Regions from separate parts of the Sus scrofa genome. Here region 1 is linked to region 2. Evidence: chromatin contacts called from public HiChIP or PLAC-seq data. All regions are on one chromosome and are shown on one strand. The core of a region is the stretch at or near the end of the contact, and the rest is flanking DNA. Distances in the headings are between cores, read along the strand shown.

Region 1 (4,903 bases), core at 1,512-4,011, 220 kb after region 2:
TAGTCGGAGGCAGTGCGGCAGGTGGTCTGGTGGGGATGGAAAGGATGCCCTCCCAGACTGTGGCTCTTCCATCAGAGGACATGTGTCCATAGACCCCCAGCCCCACCCGACCATGGGTGAGGACAGCTGACAGATCCTCAGGCTAAAGGTGGGGCACTCCCAATGCAGAGTCCACACAGAGTGACCAGCATGTTCTCTGAACCCCACACCCAGTGTCACACTTGTCCCGCCAGCTACCCCAAGCTGTTCCTCAGTTGCACACCAGCAGAAAAATTGTTATCCCATTTGCAAAATCCTATCTGGGACAGGTTTTTCTGTGTCTCATTCCCCCCTGGGCAGGAAACATATCACATGTTTATGCATAAGGGTCAACAAAGGCAGTTGATCTTGCCGGTATTGCTGATAAGGTACTGTTAGAACTAACTAGTAGTTTGTAAAGTTGAAAGGGCAGGACTTCCCCCACAGGTAGATCTTTACAGAGGCCTCAGGGAGAGCGCCCTTTACAGGAGCTGGGGCCTGGGGAGAGAAGGCCAGCCCGCCCTATTGCCCATGGCCTGGCCTGAGGGCCTCTCTGGCCAGGGATCAGCTGAAACCATAAACACCTGCAGCTGGAGGAGGAGGCTATTTGTGGAGGAAAAAACTTCAAGCCTGACATCTGAGCTGTTACAGCCATTGTCCCTGGAGGGCTGAGGCTTCTGATGAAATCCTACCCCATGTGCAAGGCCACTGCTCTTCCTCTTCCTCGCTCCTGTCCCCACCCAGGTGGGCGTGCCCATTCTCGCCTCCAAGCCTGGTGCACAAGGTCTGTGCCTTCATGGGCTCAAGTCATTTGAGCTTCTCGAGGGCAGGGATAAAGTTGAGCCCCGAAGCTCCAGGCTGCTCACTGGGCACCTCTCCCCTCTGTCCCAGCAGCCACACTAAAGATACTGATTTCTTCCAACTACATGAAAAGATGCTCGACCTCACTATCCTTAGGGAAATGCAAATCAAACTGTGAGATACCACCTCACACCCACTAGAACAGCTCCTGGTAAAAAGTGGAACATAAAGTGTTGGTGAGGATGTGAAGAAATTAAAACACTTGTACGTTGCCAGCAGAATGGAAAATGGTCCAGCCATTTGTGGGAGACAGTCTGGTAGTTCCTCAAAAATTTAAAGAGAATTACCATGTGGTCCAGCAATCCCACCTCTAGGTAGACACCCCAAAGAATTGAAAGAGACCAATACTTACACACCCGTGTTCACAGCAGCACTCCCCACAACAGCCAAAAGGCAGAAAACCCGCAAGAACATCAGTAGAGAAACAGATCAACAAAAGGTGGTGTATACGATGGAAATATTATTCAGCTACGAAAAAGAGAAGAACGAAGGTCTGACATCGTCTACAATGTGGATGAACCTTGAAGACATTGTCCTAAGAAAACCCACCCAGACACAGAAGAACAAGTACTGTAGACTCCACCATCGTGATGAAGCCAGAAGAGGCAAGTTCACAAAGACAGAGAGTAGATTAGAGGCCACGGGGGCCTGGAGGGAGAAGGGAGTGGGGGATACAGTTTCTGTTGGGAAGAACTAAGGGTTTGGAGATGATGGTAGTGACGGCCACGCACTGGGAATGTACTTAATGCCAATGAACTGTGCACGTGCGAAGGGTCACAAGGGTGAATTTTATGTATATTTTCCCCCAATAAAATAAGAAATACATAATTAAAACCAACCCCAGAGTTCCCATCGTGGCGCATTGGTTAACGAATCTGACTAGGAACCATGAGGTTGCAGGTTCGATCCCTGGCCTTGCTCAGTGGGTTAAAGGATCCGGCGTTGCAGTGAGCTGTGGCGTAGGTCACAGACGCAGCTCAGATCCTGCATTGCTGTGGCTCTGGCGTAGGCTCCGATTCGACCCCTAGCCTGGGAACCTCCACATGCCGTGGGAGCGGCCCTAGAAAAAGCCAAAAAAAAAAAAACCCAAAGGTAGTACTATCAGTGCCCCATTCTTCAAATGGGGAAACCGAAGCTCAGAAGAGGTAAACGACCTGCTAAGGTCACACAGGCCACTGGACAGAGTGGACGCGGATGGAGACTCAGGTCATCAGGCCTCGCTAAGCAGGATGCCAGGGGTCCAGGCCAGGAGAGGGAGAAACAGCACAGCTGACGAAGCAGAGGGCAGCGGAGAAGGCAGGAACAAGGGCAAGGAGTCGGGTAGGAGAAGCTCGGAGGCGGCTCCCTGACCCATCCCATCGCCTCAGTGACAAGAGACCAGCCTGCGTGCAGCCTCTGCTCTGCCCCTTGTCATCTGAGTGATTCGCCTCTGGTGTCCCTTATCACAGGGCATTGCCCAGATCCCCCCAAGCCCACCAGGCAAAGCCCCACCTGTGAGTCACGGCTCACTCTCCCCTGCCCTCCTCCACCCAGCCAAGCTGCATTTCCTTCCAGAAAGCTTCCAAGATACCCCAGCCTTCAACGGACTGGCCATATACAACATAAGTGTCACTGGTTTATGGGCCACGAGGCTCCCAGGGAGACAAGGGAGAGAGGAGAGGAGAGGCAGACTTGGGAGATTCGGGCCAGGGGCCAGGCGGGAAGAGGGGGAGTTGCCCAGAGCAAGACAGAGAGAGCCCTAGCCTGTGGGCAGCAGCAGCACCAGCAGCAGCAGCAGCAGCAGCAGCAGCAGCGGAGCGAGGCCGCCCAGGCCAGAGGGAGCCACGCTCACCTCGCACCACCTGCCCCCGGGGCCAAAGCCAGGCTGGGTGAGATCAGAATGACCATCCTGGCAGTGCCAGGGAGAGGGGCATGGCGTGACAGGGCAAAACCAATGCTGCATGAGTTGGGAGGACTGGCAGCCCTGGCCCAGGAGCCGGTGCACAGGCGTGGGGGCCTCAGTGCTCATCTGTCATCTGCGTGTTGCCTGGCCCTGGTCCGGGTGTGCAGGGTGGGTGGGGAACAGGCCTGATCCCGTCCTCAGAGTCCCTGGGGCTCTTCCTCCTCTGGGCAGTGTGCTCTTCCTGCCCACGGCCCGCTGCCCACCCAGAAACCAGCTGAGGGCTCTGGATATAGGCGTGGGGGAGGAGGAGGTCCAGGGCTCCTGCCCAGGGCTCAAGACGGGTCCCCAAGGGAAGGGGGTGGTGAGCAGCCTGAGGGAGACAGGCCTGGGTCAGCCAGGCTGCTGGTCCCTTCCCCCACAGGCACTGAGCCCAGGGTCATGGATACCTCCCAGCTGGGCCGCTCCACTCTGCTGAGAGCCCCCATCAATGCCTGCGAGGCCCTGCCCTGGCTCAGCCGCGGCCTGTAAGACGAGATGGGATAAGCCAGCGTCTGGAGCCCAGCAGGATGTGTACTCCCTCGGAGGACAGGTGCCGTGGGGGCTGGGTCAGTCACCAGAGTCTGCCGAGGGAGCGGCTTCCAGTCCCCCTGCTCAGAGCCTGACCCACCTGAGTCGGGGCCAAGCAGGAGGCAGGCAGGCTTCACAGAGCTGATGAGAGCCACTGGGGTGACACTGGGGTGACGGGAGCACCAAGCCCTGCTCTCTCACTTACCACCTGAGCCACTCCAGGGGAAGCTCTTGGCCTTTCTGAGCGTCTCTCTCTGCATCTGCAGAGGCAGTGACCCTCCCTCTGCTCCCTCGAAAAGATGAGGGCCCATCTCTAACAGGTTCCTGGCCTCAGCCCCCTTCTCACTTCCTCCTCCCGTGTCTCAGCCCCTCGGCCCCTCCCCGTCTCAGCGCAAGGGAAGGAGAGGCACGAAGGATGGCAATGGGGCCAGGATGGCCTGCCAAACACCGCTTACACCGCGCTCCCCCCGGCAACGGCTCCCCTCCTGCCCAAAGGAATTCCACAGCCCTGCTGTCCCAAACCCTGCTTTGACCAAAGCTAGGCTCTCAACCCCAATACCTTTCTATGTGAATATGGATAGAACCATCCACCTGTCACCACTAAGAAAAAGGGACGCATCCGCCCAGATATCCATCAGCTGGGTGAACGGATAAACACCACCGGCTCGTGCGTACAGTGGAAGGTGATTCAGTCTTAAAAAGGAAGGACATCCTGACACCTGAAATGACACGGAGGAACCCTGAGGACATGATGTCAGGTGAAAAAGCCAGCACAAAAGGACAAATACTGTGTGATTCCATGTATATGAGGGCCCTGGAGGAGCTCTAGCCAAAGCGGTAGACTGGATGGCGGGTACCAGGGACTGCGGGAGAGGGACCTAGGGGCCAGTGCTGAGCGGGGACAGAGTTTCAGTTGGAGGGAATGAGAAAGTTCTAGAGACGGGCAGTGGGGATGGCTGCTCAACCACAATGTGAACGTACTTAATGCCACTGAGCTGTACACTTAAGAATGGGTAACAAAGAAACAGTGGGTCCCACTGTGGCACGCGAGGACTGTCTGCTGGCTCTCCAGACCTGCCACCACCGGGGCCTCCCCAACAGGCAGCACCCTCAGCGTTCTCCCCACACCGAGCGCCTCGAACACAATTGTATTTGCCAGGCCATGTGTCCTTTTAAAGCAGGAAGATCAATCCTGCTAGGCGCCTGGGCACTGACCACTGCCCCATCAAGGGACCCTGATTTCTCCAGCCACACCCCCGCCACGACGTCACCGTCACACCTCAGCTCATGACCAACACGCACCCCACTCTCCATCAAGCCGTGGAAGAGCCCAGGCCACCCAGCTCCACGGGAAGAGCCTACCTAAAGCAGGTCCCACCCCTGGCACCCACAGCTGCTCTGCGCACAGCGGCTGCCTCTTCCGTGAAGCTTCCATGGGGACCCAAAGTAAGAAGCAACCACTGGAGCAGGACGTGGTTAGAGCAAGGTGCCAGGGGAGCCCAAACCAGGGCGTGGAGACCCGCAGAAGTGGGGGCCCCGCAGAGCCTCAGCGGAGGGGCTGGTAAAGTCGGATGA
Region 2 (5,256 bases), core at 16-2,515:
CTGGAACCTGAGCCAGGAGCAGGCCTGAGTGTGCACCAGTGTCCAAGGCCCTGTGGACCTGCAGACGGTCTCCCCACCACACCTCATCTCTAAAACGGGAAGGCCCCCTACATTTAGTGCTCCGATGTGGGGATCTGGGGAGAGAGGGAGGGCAAGGAAGAAGGCCCCTACCCCCAGAAAAGGTCTGGAGAAGAACCTTGAGCCCTGAAAGCTGCCAGCGCGTGGCCTGACAGAGGAGGGGCCCTGCCCAGCCAGGCTGCAAAGTTGACCACCACTGGCGGGGGGGGGGCTTGCAAGAGGCTCTGGGCTGGGTGTTTCAGACCTACTGTGCTACCTAATCTCACACCAGGCCAAGGAGGTTGACACTCTTGTCCAAGTAAGGCCCGGCTGAGTTCCCAGCTCTGTCTGACTCCACGGTCCTGAGCCCCTGCCCCTACCGGACGATAGCATCACCAGAATCCTCTGCCCTACCCTGGACCTGCAGTGCATCAGCATCTCCAGAGCTGTGACTGAGCATCTTCCTGACCACTGGGCTCCACTGGGCTGGGGCACAGTGGATAGAAATATCCCCAGGGACGCGCTGCCCCTGGAGTCCTGATAGGCCTCAGCCCCTCCCCTCTGAACACCCTGGCGCTGCCACCACTAGGCTCCTGGGGGCAGAGACTGGACTCCAATCCCCCTGGCGCTCTGTGGAACTTCATGAGGAGGGACTCGTTTTCCTGGACCCCATCACTGCAGGTGCCGTCTGTCCACAACGGCATTCTGGGAAAGTCACAGTAGTGGCCGTGACAGTAGCCAAGCTCATTCCACACTGACTGGCCACAGGCACCTGTCCTGCAGACCCGTCACCTCGATGCATGCCCACTACAACCAATGAGGTTCACCATCCCCTTTCCCGATGAGAGACTGTGGCTCAGAGAGACCCAGGAACTTGCCCAGAGTGAGGCTCGCTAAGTCAAGGCCAGGATCCAGGACCTGAAGCACGAGGCTATATTGGGCCCTTCATGAGTGATTATTCTCATTTCATTCATTGAGCCAGCAGCAGCCTCCTGAGTAACTGAATAGCCTTTGCTGCCTGTTTCCATCATCTTTTTATTTGGTTTTCTTGGGCTCCTGTGTTACTTAGTGTAGGCTTTGCCTGGTGAGAAAACTCTCTTTGGCAATTGAAGCAGGACGATGGGGGTCGGTAGATCCCAGACACGCTCGTACCATTCTGAGGTCACCAGAGCACTTTGAGAGGCTGGGCAGAGCCACGTGACCCCCATTTTCCAGATGGCAAGGAAGGAGGGTGGCCAAGCCGCCTGCTGGAACTCTGCCACACACCACAGAGGGACAGCCCTGAGCTCACCACGTACTCATGAAAACCCTCCTCCAGACCCCTTGAAACAGCCCCCTTCCCACCCTGTGCCCTTTCCCCAAGACAGGTGTTCATTGGCCCAAGGAGGCAGAAAGCGAGCAGCCCCTAGAAGCTCTGCTCAGCTCCATGAGGGAAGGGTCCTGGGCTCAGCCTGGGAGGCACCTCTCTCTGCTCCCTTCAGTTTAAAATAGGCCACGAGGACGCCTGCCAAGATCCAACACTCCTGGCAAACACGAGGGTTATATTTCTGACTGTGCACCGTGAAACACCAGGGAAGGCTTCCCAAAGCAACAGCTGACTCCGACTGTGATGACATGACGATCCTGAGTCGGCCGGGGCCCAGCCAGCAGCAGGCTCCCCAAGTGTGTGCAGTGGCGGGGGGGGGGGGCGTCCCCACCCCAGCTCGGGGAGCAGGGTGGTGGCTATATAAGGCCATGGGCTGGGGGGAGCTAGGAGGCGGGGATTCCTCTGGCCCCCACAGGAGCTCACACGCACACAGGCCTCTGTGCACACCTGCCACGGATGAACATTCCTGCATGCCATTCCCTAGCCCGGAATGGGCTTCCCCATCTCGCTGCCACCCCTGCACCCTCCAAACGCCACTCCTGCTCACCTGCTCCCGGAAGCCTTGCCAGAGGCTCCCCTCCCTTCAGCCACACCAGCACCAGATGGCGTGAAACCACGTTGCCCATGAGGAATGGGTGGGGGAACCAGAGGGGTTTGGCCTGTGGGGGCCTAGGGGAGCGGTGAGGAGCAGGGTGCAGGTTTTAAGTACGAGAAGCACAGTGTCTGGACTTATAGTGGTTCACAGTGTCTGGACTTATTCCATAAGGCTCGGGAGGGCACGGCAGAGACAAGAGTCAGAACCTACAGGTGAAAAACGATCCCTCGGCCTCCCTCACCCAGAGACCCAGAGCTGACCAACAAGGCGGCTGCCACTAGCAGTCTGGGCACAGATGGTGGGCAGCCACCTGCCAGGAGCCTCTGCTTTGGGGCAGAGGGTGTTCCGTGGACCACTGGGGTCCCAGCCACTTTCGGCTCTGTGTCCCCACATTACACAGGAAGTCCCCGGAAGCAGGGTCCTCTCTCCAGTGTGCACTCAAGCGTGGGCTGAGTGGCTGCCCAGTTCCCAGGGGCTGCTGGCTGGTGCTGACGGTCAAAGTTGGAGACAGGAACCCACTGTCCTCAGCATCCTCCTAGTTCTTTTAACTCAAGGTGTCCTTCGCAACAAAAGAATCTCCTCCCCCCCCCCACACACACACCAGGAAACTCACTGAAGGTGAGCTGAGGTTAGCTCTGCATGGTGGCATTAGGAGTGATTTTAATTCGTGCTATTTTCCTACCTCTCTATTCTTCCCAGTGCCCTTCAATGGCCACACACAAATTTTTTCGTCCAAAATAAACTTTTGGGGGAGTTCCCCTGGTGGCAAAGCATTGTGACTGCAGTGCCTCAGCTCGCTGCTGTGGTGCAGGTTGAATCCCTGGCCTGGGAAGTGTCCGCAGGTGTGGCCAAAAGGGGTTAAAAAAGAAAAAAACTTTTTTTAAAAGAGAACCACTTTTCTTCTCTCCTCCCAGACCCCCCCATCCATCAGTAGTGGAGATAGCCACCTGGAACCCCACCTCTCCTCCTTTCCATGCCCTCTGGCACACTCACCCATACCCAGGGAGAGTGCCACATGCAAGTGGATCGCATTTCTAGGGCCACTTATTGCTGGGAAGGTAACAGCATTTGACGTTCCTGCTTTTCAGGTGCTGGACACCTTGTCACAGCAGGTGCACCCAGCAGGGGCACACTGGGCGTGATTTTCCTTCCTGTCGTCCTGGAAATGGCCTCTGCTGTCGCCAAGGCTCCCTCTCTCCAAAGATGGCCTTGGATCTTTAACATGCCTGCCACCTCTCTGCTAAAAAACCCATGCTGGCATGAAGTCAAAAAGCAGATCTTCAGAACTCTAATCCTGAGCTGGGCTGGGACCAGCCCGTCACCGTGGCACTTCCAAAACACAGGGGTGAAAAGAAAGAGAGAAAGATGAGGAGGAAAGGGAGCTGACAAGGAAAGGAGGCCACAAGGAGATGAGCGCGTGCCTGGGCCAGAGCACGGTGCCACCCTGTCCACCCCAGTCCACCTGCACCTCCCCACTGCGTGAGCCCCTCCTTCACAGCAGGTCCTGGCCATTAACCTGGCTGTCCCTGGGCCTGGCACCCATAATGGGCACAGAAGTCCAAGAGCCAAGCTCTGCATGCCTCAGGCGCTCCGTCACAGCACCAGGAAAGGCTTCTGTGTCATAGACAGGGCACTGTGAGCCAGCTAGCCTGGGTCGGGCCATATTTGCGGTCACCGCGAAGCTGACCTCAGCACGGGCAGCTGGGCCTGCAGTGGGAGCAGAGACAGGCTTCTCACGGTACATCTGTGCAGCAAGGAGGTGTCCTGGGCACCAGCCGGGGGCGGGTCCAGGGAAGGGGTGCCCCGACTCTAAGGGAGAGACTCGCTCTCACATCAAACACACCAGTCACACGAAAAGCGATTGAGAACATGAGACATGAGGGGAGTCTCCTAAAGTGCTGTGAACGCCTCATTCTGGGGGCACCAGAGCAAAGTTGGCAAAATCATGAAGGACAACGCAAGAGTGGCACAGACCTTCCAACAAATCCCCAAATGAAACCCCAGGCATCCCCTGGAGCTTGAAATAAGTGATATGAGAACAAATAAAAGGCATTTCAGCTTTACATTCAGGCAAAGGCGAGGGCCTCATTACCATGGCAGGGGCGGGGGTAGGGGGGACAAAACACAGCCAAGATCAAGGCAGCTCAGATAAAGCCAGGGCGACAGAGCCACAGTGGGCCATTCAAGGAAGCAGACGGCCAGCACCACAGCCAACACCCGTGGGCAAGCTGCCATCCCTGCATGGTGGCCTTGACCACGTGCGGTCACACGGAAAGCATGCAGTCACATCCCAGCTCTGTCACTCTCTTGGAGGCTTTGAGCAAATAACACCCCTCACTGGGCAGTTCTCTGAATGGCAAAATGCAGGAGTGACACGAGGACTAAACCAAGTAAAGCACGTGAACCCCAAGGACACTGCCGCGTGTGAGGGAGGTGCCCCAGGCACCCCTAAGGAGGGTCCACATTCACTGTGCAGGTAACTCAGACATGGATCTGCCCACAGGAACGTCAGATGTGCATTTTGAGAGTGACGTGTAACCAAAGTCTGGCTTAGTCATTCTGTGCCTGAGTTTCGTCATCCAAAAAGTGGACAACCTATTCCACTTCGCAGGCTTACTGCTTGTAAAGATGCACTGCAAACAACAAAAGTACTGGATACGCATGAAAAGCTATGATCAGAGTTCTTGGCTGAAGCCAAGAGGCTGGACAGGTCTGTCAAGGGAGAGAGGAATGAGAGGGGAAAGGGGCAGAGGTGTAACTTTTAGGGACATTGGGTCAGGGCAAGAAGCAGCTGTGCAGAAGGCAGAGACGCAGAAGGAAGACCAGGAGAGGACTCATCCCCAAAGTCTAAGGTGGAGAGGGGCTCCACGGGGTCCTCTGCAGCCCACCCTCGCTCCCCAGGCTGCCAGTCCCTCCAACACCGCCTGACGCCCCACCGGAACAACTGCTCTCTGTCCCATGGAAGAGGAGGACAGTTTCAAAGGTAAGAATGGCAGCACCGGAGTTCCCATCGTGGCTCAGTGGCTAACGAATCCGACTAGGAACTATGAGGTTGCGAGTTCAATCCCTGGCCTTGCTCATTGGGTTAAGGATCTGGCGTTGCCGTGAGCTGTGGTGTAGGTTACAGATGTGGCTTGGATCCAGCGTTGCTGTGGCTCTGGCTCAGTCTGGCAGCTACAGCTCCGATTCAACCCCTAGCCTGGAAACCTCCATATGCCGTGGTAGCGGCCCAAGAAAA

The links. HiChIP or PLAC-seq counts read pairs in DNA pulled down with a chosen protein or histone mark.
Region 1: a contact with region 2 is called in an H3K27ac HiChIP or PLAC-seq map of skeletal muscle. The contact joins two enhancer-like sites. A contact is called at or near these places in 1 of 47 Hi-C or Micro-C datasets (skeletal muscle) and 1 of 2 datasets of contacts at active chromatin or transcription factors (skeletal muscle).

Annotation. Positions count from the first base shown.
Region 1 is chr5:67,160,755-67,165,657 of Sscrofa11.1, forward strand. All of the region lies in intron 1 of TEAD4 (TEA domain transcription factor 4), which reads right to left. Among named protein-coding and RNA genes, the nearest start is that of TEAD4, 4.4 kb to the right of the region's middle. Within about 2 kb of position 2,762, at least 6 of the 83 cell types and tissues checked have an H3K27ac peak or open chromatin away from gene starts, as enhancers often do. A contact at or near this core is called in skeletal muscle, where this site is marked.
Region 2 is chr5:66,942,741-66,947,996 of Sscrofa11.1, forward strand. All of the region lies in intron 1 of TSPAN9 (tetraspanin 9), which reads right to left. Among named protein-coding and RNA genes, the nearest start is that of TSPAN9, 49 kb to the right of the region's middle. Within about 2 kb of position 1,266, at least 25 of the 83 cell types and tissues checked have an H3K27ac peak or open chromatin away from gene starts, as enhancers often do. A contact at or near this core is called in skeletal muscle, where this site is marked.